Regions from separate parts of the Triticum aestivum genome. Here regions 2 and 3 are each linked to region 1. Evidence: chromatin contacts called from public Hi-C data. All regions are on one chromosome and are shown on one strand. Each heading gives the region's core, a stretch centred on a gene start, on an enhancer-like site or on the middle of the called end of the contact. The rest is flanking DNA. Distances are from core to core; before and after follow the strand shown.

Evidence for each region. A called contact is a pair of places that touch in the nucleus more often than the background predicts.
Region 2: a Hi-C map of leaf shows a contact between it and region 1, with 5 times the contacts expected there. The contact joins the enhancer-like site here to the promoter of LOC123145488 in region 1. A contact is called at or near these places in 2 of 5 Hi-C or Micro-C datasets (both in leaf).
Region 3: a Hi-C map of leaf shows a contact between it and region 1, with 10 times the contacts expected there. The contact joins the enhancer-like site here to the promoter of LOC123145488 in region 1. A contact is called at or near these places in 2 of 5 Hi-C or Micro-C datasets (both in leaf).

Annotation. Positions count from the first base shown.
Region 1 is chr6D:415,011,926-415,015,221 of IWGSC CS RefSeq v2.1, forward strand. LOC123145488 (AP2-like ethylene-responsive transcription factor BBM1) reads left to right here and starts at 1,798. Exons shown (of 9, transcript XM_044564914.1): 1 at 1,798-2,265; 2 at 2,403-3,064; 3 at 3,188-3,270. The coding sequence starts at 2,478. It overlaps LOC123141810 (a long non-coding RNA gene), which reads left to right. Exons shown (of 6, transcript XR_006470425.1): 5 at 35-129; 6 at 470-891.
Region 2 is chr6D:415,637,334-415,640,339 of IWGSC CS RefSeq v2.1, forward strand. No RefSeq gene overlaps it. Among protein-coding and RNA genes, the nearest start is that of LOC123145491, 280 kb to the right of the region's middle. Within about 2 kb of position 1,653, at least 5 of the 8 cell types and tissues checked have an H3K27ac peak or open chromatin away from gene starts, as enhancers often do. A contact at or near this core is called in leaf, where this site is marked.
Region 3 is chr6D:414,268,540-414,271,804 of IWGSC CS RefSeq v2.1, forward strand. No RefSeq gene overlaps it. Among protein-coding and RNA genes, the nearest start is that of LOC123145485, 8.9 kb to the left of the region's middle. Within about 2 kb of position 1,457, at least 5 of the 8 cell types and tissues checked have an H3K27ac peak or open chromatin away from gene starts, as enhancers often do. A contact at or near this core is called in leaf, where this site is marked.

The DNA of each region.
Region 1 (3,296 bases), core at 548-3,047:
TTGATGAGAAATTATCTTCTCTTTGATGGTCCAGGTTCAGCGTTCACTACTATGAAAGAAGGAGGCATATATTTTCCTTGTGGAATTTCCAGTAGAATGGCAGTGAGAACGAGTAAAAATCTACAACAGGTAATACATTATTTTGAAGCTACATGGAAAGCAAAGTAAGCACATGGATCCCTCATTTGAGAGTGGGGGTTAAACTTCCCTGGACTTCTCCCTTAATTCTTACTGTAGTCTTTTTATTCACATTTCCTATTGTGTAGTTGGTGACAATGATGAATTGCTATCCACTTGAGAAAATAAAGATTAAATCGATGATGCTCTCAAAAGTAAAATGACTTTCTGAGCTGGATAGAGGCAACCTTTTTCCTTGTTTGTTATAATGATATTTTCATTTTCCTGTGTATATTAAACTTGAGAATATTATTCTGCATTACTTCAACCGTTACTTTTTATGTGTTTGCAGTATGACTGTATGGTTCTCACTCAAAGTAGAGGCCCAACAAAATTTTTTGAAGTAGGAGTCGAAAACTACAAATCCATCTATTCCTAGAATGGAGCTGGTTGGAGTTGAGCCTAAAATTGAGCGGGTAGTTCGGTGGCACCGACATCCAGCTGAAAGTTTTATAGGAGGGTTAGTAAAGCAAATTTGTTCATGAGCAAATGTGCCAGCAAAACATTGAGTCAGAGTGCAAGACAAATGCTCTTAACAGTTTTTTTGGTCGCTTTTCTTTAATTACAATTCTTATTATTTTTAGTTGGCATTGATGTACAAAAGAAAATCCTGTGCCTTTTTTGTCCTCTCATTGACCATTGTATTTTTGAGTCATATCAATCTATGTAAAAGAATTCAGTACCTTATGTTTTGTATATTTGGAAATGTCTAAAGGCGTGGTGTTATATAATAACTGTATGATATGCTTTGTGTGCCTTTCCTGTAGCCTTAGTATGGTCATCGTTTTCTCTTTCATGTCCTTCATCTTAAACTAAAAAATATGAACCATTGCATTGTGCTAAAGTTTATCATTATTATTTAATTTATTTATAGGCAATATTTCTTCTAGAAAAAAAATGTAAATTTCGTGTAACAAGCTAAAATAGAATCTTCTCTGTTGCAATTGGGAACATGCCACATGACTACTGAGCTGGAATTATTTGCAAATTCTATTAGTTGACAATGTTGATGTGTATTTGACACCATTCATTTGAACCACCAAATAATAGAAGTTGTTTGATTGGTAAAATAATTTTCAGGTTTGTAACCACACGTTTATTTATTTTGTATTCGCTGTAACGCATGGTCTTTTATGCTATAACACAATGTCAAACCACTAAAATTTATATGCCCCGTTGCAACGCACGGGCCTTGTGCTAGTAAAATAAAATCACATAAGCAAGCAAAGACGCGCAGCCGCAGGATCTTAGCCCTCTAATCTTCCGCAGCTCCGAGCCGTCGAGGCCGTCGGCCTCGAGATCAGCTCCCCACCGTACATCCGCTAGAACGTTCCAGCACGCACTCTCAGCCCTCATGCCTCCTGAACGGCCCAGATCTTCTCTCCACACTCGCGACACATTTTTCTCCGTCCACGTGTAACCGCCACAGAACGGGGCCTCCGAGGCACGGACTGCCACTGCCAGGCTCCTCCAGCCTGGCACGCATCACGAGGGCGTCGTCCACGAAGCAAAACTCCCACATCACCACATCACCTCCATTTTCTATCACCAGCAAATCCCCCATTTATATTAATAAAACGAGCACTATTTTATTTTTCTACTGTATTTTACTCCTGGTGTAGTGCTGCCAGAAACCGCTGCAGGTGGTAGCAGTAAAAGATCCAGCAAATATCCGATGGTTTCAGAGCGCCAGTGCGGCGGCGCCCTGTCAAGCGCGAGATAAAATCCGCCGGACCCCCGCGATTTCCCCCACTCCGCGTTTCCTCTCTCGATTTGTCCAAATCTTTTGTTCTCCTTCTCCACCGGCGATTAGTTTGTTGTTTCCGGCATCACTCCGCACTAGGCCGCCCCTCGCCCGCGCTGGCCTCGTCGTTTCCTTCCCCAATTCCGCCGCCCCACCCCGCCCGATATTTATTTCCTGCCTCGGTATCCATTTCCGTTGATAGATTTTTCCAGCTTTCGCTGCCTCGCCGTTGCTGCTAATATCCGCGCTGGGATATTTCTTCTTTTGCTTTCTTGGCCGCGCGGCTCGGCCCGTCCCCCTGGAGGCCTCCGGATCTTTCGATCGCGGCGAGCAGGCGGCTCAAGGTACTTTCTTGTTTTCCCGATTCTGGCAGCGGCAGAGGAAGTTCTGCTGGGCGATGGAATGATTGCCTGGTTGGGATCTAACCGTTTGATTCTTTTTTCTTGTTTGGGATGCTCTGTGTCTCTTTCCCGTCTTTCAGATAGTTCGTGAATAGGAAGGCTGATAGGTAGGTTAGGGTTTTGGGAGTTGTTTTTGTCTCTGCTCCAGTACATAGATGATGAAATCCGGGGAGGAAGTTAGTCAGGGTCAGCAAATGAACGGTTTTGTGGAGGAGAAAGCTGCTGGGGAATCTGGGGATGGTCGGAAGATCGAGAGGAGCCCTTCCATCAATCTGAATTCCTTGCCTGCAATTGCCCCTGCCACTACGGAGATTGGTGTCTTGCACTGTGCAGTGGAGTCAGAGGCCAACGATGCAAGCACTCAGAAGGGAGATGAGTCCAGTGGCACTGATCAGAAGAAGGTCCCGAAGAATGAGGAGGTTGATGAAGGTGAAGTTCAGGCCTGTGCAGATGTGAAGAGCCACTCGGTTGACCCTTTGAATAGCGAGAACCATGCCGGGGAGAAGGATGCTTTGGTAACTGTGCCAGAAAATGAGGGTTGTGCGGATGGTGGCGATAATTATAAGGGAGTTCAAGTTCTCAGCATTGTCAAAAAGGACGAGTCTGAGGAAATTGTTGATTCTATTAATCCTGTGACGGTTGCGGAGTATAGAGAGGAGAAGGGCACCGCCGGTTCTACTTCTGCAATTACTGCGGTGCGAGCACCTGGCTCCCGCTCATCTTGTTTCCATGGTGTGACCAGGTAAGCTTGGTTTTGTGTTCCTGTAATTAGTATTTGATCAGTGGAAACACAACAATGTGTTTCACTATATTAACTAAACAAATCATAGATGGCGATGCTTACCAAACTTAATCAATTGTGCAGGCATAGGTGGAGTGGGAAATATGAAGCTCATTTGTGGGACAGTACTTGCAGAGTAGAAGGACGGAGAAGGAAAGGAAAGCAAGGTATGCCTCTTTTATTTGGAGCTTCT
Region 2 (3,006 bases), core at 403-2,902, 630 kb after region 1:
AACCTTCTAGAAGGTTCCTGAACCGTTGCTTATTTTTCCTTTCATTTTTTCGTTTTCCTTGTTTTTTCCTCTTTTCTGTACTTTTTTGTTTTTTTCTGTTTCTTTTTTTTTCTGTTTCTTTTTTGTTTTTTCTTTTCTCTTTAATTTGTTTCAAGTTTTTTTTTCAAGTTTTTTTTCTTTTTCGCCAACTTTTCCGAAAATAAAAAAGTTCACATTTATTCCTCTACTAAAATTTTGTTCTGAAATTCCAAAAAAGTAAAAGTATTTCCAAATTTGTTCACTTATTTACAAATAATGTTCGAAAATTCAAAAAAATATAAGAATGTTTGAACAATTTTATAATTTTGTTCATGAATTTGAAAATTGTTCACGTTTTGAAAATTTGTTCTCAAAATCAAAGAAAATTGTTCACATTTTTATTTTTGTTGACAAATTTAAAATATGTTTGGGGTTTGAAATAATGTTCTGGCTTTACAAATTTATTCAGAAATTCAAAATATGTTCAGGCTTTAAAATATTGTTTGCAAATTCATAAAATATTTTGGTTTTTCGAAATAATTGTTCAAATTTTGAGAAATGTGTCTTGTTTTCAGTATTTGTTCCCTTTTTTCCGAAAAAAGTTTGTGTTTGTTATAAAATTGTTCGTCTTTTTGAAAATGTTCTTGTTTGCAATTTTGGGATTTTTTTAGAAACTTCCAAGTTTTATCGCTGTCGCTGTTGTTTCTTTTACTGTTGCGCTGAAAATTGTTCATGTTTTGAAAATTTGTTCTGAAATTCAAAAAAATGCTTGCATTTTTATTTTTGTTCAAAAATTTAAAATATGTTTTTGGTTTGCAATAATGTTCTAGCTTTACAAATTTTTGAGCAATTCAAAATATGTTCAGATTTTAAAATTTTGTTCAGAAATTCACAAAATGTTTGAGTTTTGAAATAATTGTTCGCAATTTTGGGAAATGTTTCTTGTTTTCAATGTTTATTCCTTTTTTTAATAAAAGATTGTGTTTGTTACAAAATTGTTCGTCATTTTGAAAAATGTTCTTGTTTGCGATTTCGGGATTTTTTAGAAACTTCAAGTTTAACCGCTGTTCTGTTGTTTCTTTCACTGTGGTTTTGAAAATTGTTCACGTTTTGCAAACTTGTTTTGAATTTCAAAAGAAATATATTTTTATTTTCGTTCACAAATTTGAAATATGTTTGGGTTTGAAGTAATGTCCTAGCTTTACAACTTTGTTCAGAAATTCAAAATATTTTCAGGTTTTAAATTTTTGCTTGCAAATTGAGAAATGTTTCATGTTTACAATGTTTGTTCCTTTTTTCGAAAAAAGTTTGTGCTTGTTACAAAAAAATTCGTCATTTTGAAAAATGTTATCATTTGCAATTTTGGGATTCCTTAGAAACTTCAAGTTTTATCGTTGTTGCTGTTGTTTCTTTTAATGTTGTGCTGCACATTTAGCACAAGAGCTAATTGGCCACGGCTGCTAGCGTACCGTGCTCGAGACCTGTAGGTCACCTGTTCGAATCCCAGCACCAGCGTATTTCTTTTTTTTGCGTTTTTTCATCTCGCTCATGCCAAATGGGCCGGCCCAGGTTTGCCACGCCTGTGCGAAACATCGACACTTCGACGCAATTAGCGTCGCATAGGAGCTCCCGCCGTAACGACCACAGCTCGCGCGCACGGTCCAGCGGGTCTCCTGGATTTCTGCTAAAACAGGATGGGCCCAACCGTAGCAATACAGCTCGCATGGTGTCCGAAGATATGCGTGTCTACGGGTAGCCTAGGCCCAACAAAGGCTATGTTCCGACTTTTTCGGGGACAACTAGTTAACGAGCGCTCCTTCGGAAGCCTCGCAACGATCAGCCCCACTTGGCGCGCTCTCAGCCATTCGCCACATGTTGCGCTCTAGACGCTCCCTCCAGATTTTTATTTTTATTTTTCCGCATGCGTTTTCGGCTTTTTAAATGGTTTTTTTCCCGGGTTTTTTCGACGTTTTGGTTTTTCCCCGGTCTTTCTTAGTGTTTCGACCAATTTTTTTGGAAAAGAACATTTTTTGCGCGAAAAAACGCGTTTACTTTTTTTTTCTTTCGTGAAAAGTCACGTTTTTTTTCGCGAGAGGCACGGTTGTGCTTTAGCGAGAGTCACGGCCGTGCCTTTCGGAAACGAAAAAAAACGTGTTTTCTGTTTTTTTTTTTCTTTCGCGAGAGTCACGGTTTTTACTTTCGCGAGAGGCACGGTTGTGCTTTCCTGAGAGTCACGGTCGTGCCTCTTGGAAAGGGAAAAAGAAAACGCGTTTTCTGTTTTTTTTCTTTCGCGAGAGTCACGGTTTTGCTTCCACGAGAGGCATGGTTGTGCTTTTGCGAGAGTCACGGCCGTGCCTCTCGGAAAGGGAAAAAAATACGCGTTTTTTGTTTTTTTCTTTCGCGAGAGTCACGGTTTTGCTTTTGCCAGAGGCACGGTTGTGCTTTCGCGAGAGTCACGGGCGTGCCTCTTTCGGAAAGGGAAAAAACGCGTTTTCTGTTTTTTTTCTTTCCACGAGAGTCACGGTTTTGCTTCCACGAGAGAAACGGTTCTGATTTCGCGAGAGGCACGGGCGTGCCTCTTTCGGAAAGGGAAAAAACCGTGCTCCCGGGGGTGGTTTTTTCGTCCGGTTATTTTCGAAAAAAAAAGTTCGTCAAAATCTATCAACATGGGATCTAGTTTTGAAGATCTTGACGCGAGGAATCCAATGGTGAAAACGGTTTGAGATTTGGACGCACGGTTTAAAAGATAAAAACATTTTGAATAAACGAATCTACGAAAAAAGGGAAAACTCCCAGGTTGCGACAAGTGGCGCGCTGCATGTGCGCCACTTGTCGTGACCTGGGAAGATGGAGTGTTCTTTGCAACGAGTACTCTTTAATTAGTGATTTCGGACTTTTTCCTACTGAAATGAGTTATCTTCTTTTTTATCCTTTTGATGGGGAAACGGGCCATCTTCAGACTTTGAGCGAAAAGAATTGGGGGCGAGC
Region 3 (3,265 bases), core at 207-2,706, 740 kb before region 1:
CTCAATTCATAGATTTCAAATGCAAAATTTAGATGAAATTTAACTGAATTTGATATATTACATCCGAACTAGACGAAATTTAACGAATTGGATATATTACAACCAAATATAACCTAAACTAGACAAAAGAGCAAACGGTGACCTCGTAGGTATGACCTCCAAGGCCACTGAGACCGTTGTTGTCGCTGTCGTGGTCGTCAGGGCGGTTGGGGAAGCCGCCCCGGCCTCTGTGGCATCTGTCTCGACCATGGTGTCACGCCCGGGCGGTAGCCGCAACACATCCTCCTCCGCCTTGCGCCATTGTGCTTCCTCCTTTTCTCGAAGCTCTGGCTACGAGGCGACGACCACGATGTGGAGTAGGTCCTAGCTAATTCGGCGTCGGCGACGGGTATCGGTCTTCTTCGTGGTCTTGGACCGGTTCAAGGCCCATGCCCCCGAGAGGTCTGGGTCAGCGAGGAGCCAGGCCAACGACACCCATGTCTTGACGAAGGATGCCGAGTGCCGCGCCCGAAGCCGCGGTGAGGGGTTTCTTGCTCATGGACAAGGTGGAAGACCTGCCACACGATCCACAACCGCCGAGGTAGTACTTGTGGCAGCGGCGGGGATGGAGCCCGCTCCTGCTAGATGTCGGTGGGGCTCATTGTGTGTTGGACTGTTGGTTGTGATCGGAAGAATGTATTAATTATGAATATCCATCTCTTTTTGACTGTGATCATACGCTATGGACACACATTTGAAATAAAGGAGGCCAGACTTGGACGAATATTAAAGGGATGTGGTTGGATGATCGGCTCCCATATCCGTTGCTACGGATGAGCCCGGACACAAGTAGCGTGTCTATTTTAGGGGACGGCGTTGGATATGCATATTCCGTAATGCCTAAAACGAGATGTTTTAAGCTCCTTGTCTTCAAACTCAGACTTGTGCTTGTGCCTCTTCTGTCGACCGCGAGACGTCTGTGATGACTTTGTAAAACTTTAAGATGCTATACCGGCTCAGTCTCTCGGAGATGCTTATAGAAATAGAGTATGTGTGCATGCGTTCATACGGGTGAGTGTATGTCTGTATATGTGAGCGACTTTGATTGTAGTGTGATTGGAAAAAAACAGGAGTACGTCGATAGGTACATTATGCATGTCCACCGAAACGACGTTAATGGCACCCATGTTTCGGTGCGAATTCCCGGGAGCCGATCCATTCCGTGAACCGCCTTCCTACTCAATCATGGACGCATGCATGCCCCCTGCCCTGCGCCCCGCGTGGTTCCCGGCCCCAAACTTGCACTGGATGATGCTGTCACTCACCTAACCTGGGCCTTGAGCGAGATTATTAGCTCGCCAGGGAGGGACGGGCGCGTTCCGTCAATTCACACACACACACACATATGATCGGTCGATGTGGACGGGAGAGGGGCGTGGTAGGGCGCACGGCACGCGCGCGGCAGGCGCATCGCAGCTGTCCGTGTCCCCGGCTCGATCGCGCGCGGCAGCATTAGGTGCGCGCGCGCGGCCGCAGGGGGACATCGTGCCCCGCGGGCAGCGGTGCAGCTCGGCCGCCAGCACCACCACCGCCGCCGGTCCCCCCCGGCACGCACCCGACCCGACCCGCCCCCAGCCCAGGCGCCGCACCGCCGTACGTACAATACATGCGTGGGTCGGATGCCGGTGGATCGACGGAGGTGACGCCTCACCGGCTCACCGTCCGGGGACCGGCCGCGCGGCGGTCTGAGGCTGAGGCTGGCTGACGACGGCCAGCCTGGTGGTACGTACACCCGAGGTGACGGGCCCGATCGGCGATTGCGCCACCTCTCCACGCCACTCGCGCATGCGACGACCGAAGGAGCGGCCGGCGCGGCGGCACGAAGCAGCTCGCGATTGGCCGCGAAGCGTTGACGCCGCGCCGTGGTACGGGCAGGCCGTCGCTGTGGGAGTCCGGACCTCGCCGCACCGTGAAGTGGACGTGACGCATATCGTGCTGGCTCCAGGTTCAGAAGAACACGTTTTCTGTGCTGATTCCCGTGCGTACGGGCATGCAAGAACGGTGTGTGAACTTCACAAACTCTACTACTGCACGGATCGGATCGCCATTCTTGGTGAGGTAGTAAATTGCTGGCCGACCGTGGGCGGGGCGAGGGACCGATCGAGCCGACGGCCAGTCACGTACGCACGCGCCGGTCGAAAAGACGACTCAGCTTCCTATCTTGGGACCGAACCAAATTAGACATGTAGGCTGAGGACCATGAAATCTCCCAGCGTGGTCCTGCGCTCCAGCTGCCAAGATCGTGTTTCACCAGTCTGCGCTCGTTAACTTCCTGCAGCTCCGGCCCGGCGATTCGACAGTCACGTACGTACGTACAGCAACTGCATCTGCGTGGACCTGCCTAGCTTGATTGTATTGTCGTGAGGCCACTTAGCTAGTATCGTTTGCCTGTCACTCTGTCGCCGTATACAACGAAGAGATGTTGATTTTATTTCGTGATGTGCCTATAGGGGTAGTACGTACATGTAGTAGATCTGGGTTGTCAACGTGATTTCTTTTTCCGGGGACAACTTTCATATAATAGTCTATAATTGATAATCTCCAATTTGATGTATATTGATCATCGTTGGAGTGATAACTTTCTCTTTGAAAGATCCAGCGTTGTTGGCATTTCATATATTAAGCAGGAAGCAATGGGAAAAGCAAATACATGGTGTAGATCCTAGGATCGAGGGTCCAAAAACGAGAATAAAATACATTAGCCAATCCCTGCCGGTGACTGAGCGAAAGGGTAGAAGAGATCCCCGCTCGAATTGATAAGTTGGAAGAAATTTTTAGTAACTTGGTTTCTGCTTTTTTCTTCCATTAAAACTATTGAAAAGACTCTTGCAAGTAAGAATACCAAGTCTACATATGATTCTAAGAACAAGGGTGCCACTTCTAGTAGCAACCATGGCTAGCCGTATCAGCATATGCTTCTAAGAACAATAAAAAATTATAGATACGTTGGAGACGTATCAGCATCCACAAGCTTTATTCCTGCTCGTCCTCAGGCAGGTAAATGATAAAAACAGAATTTTTGATGTGGAATGCCACTCATCATATTCATCACATATTATTTTCTTTGTAGCGTGGACATTTGGACTTTAGACGATTCAAAGCAACAGTCTATAATTTGACATGAAGACCTCAATACTCAAGCATATCAACAAGCAACCATGTCTTTCAAAATAGATCAACGCCAAAGAAAGTTATCCCTAGCCCAATATACTCAATCATTGATCCA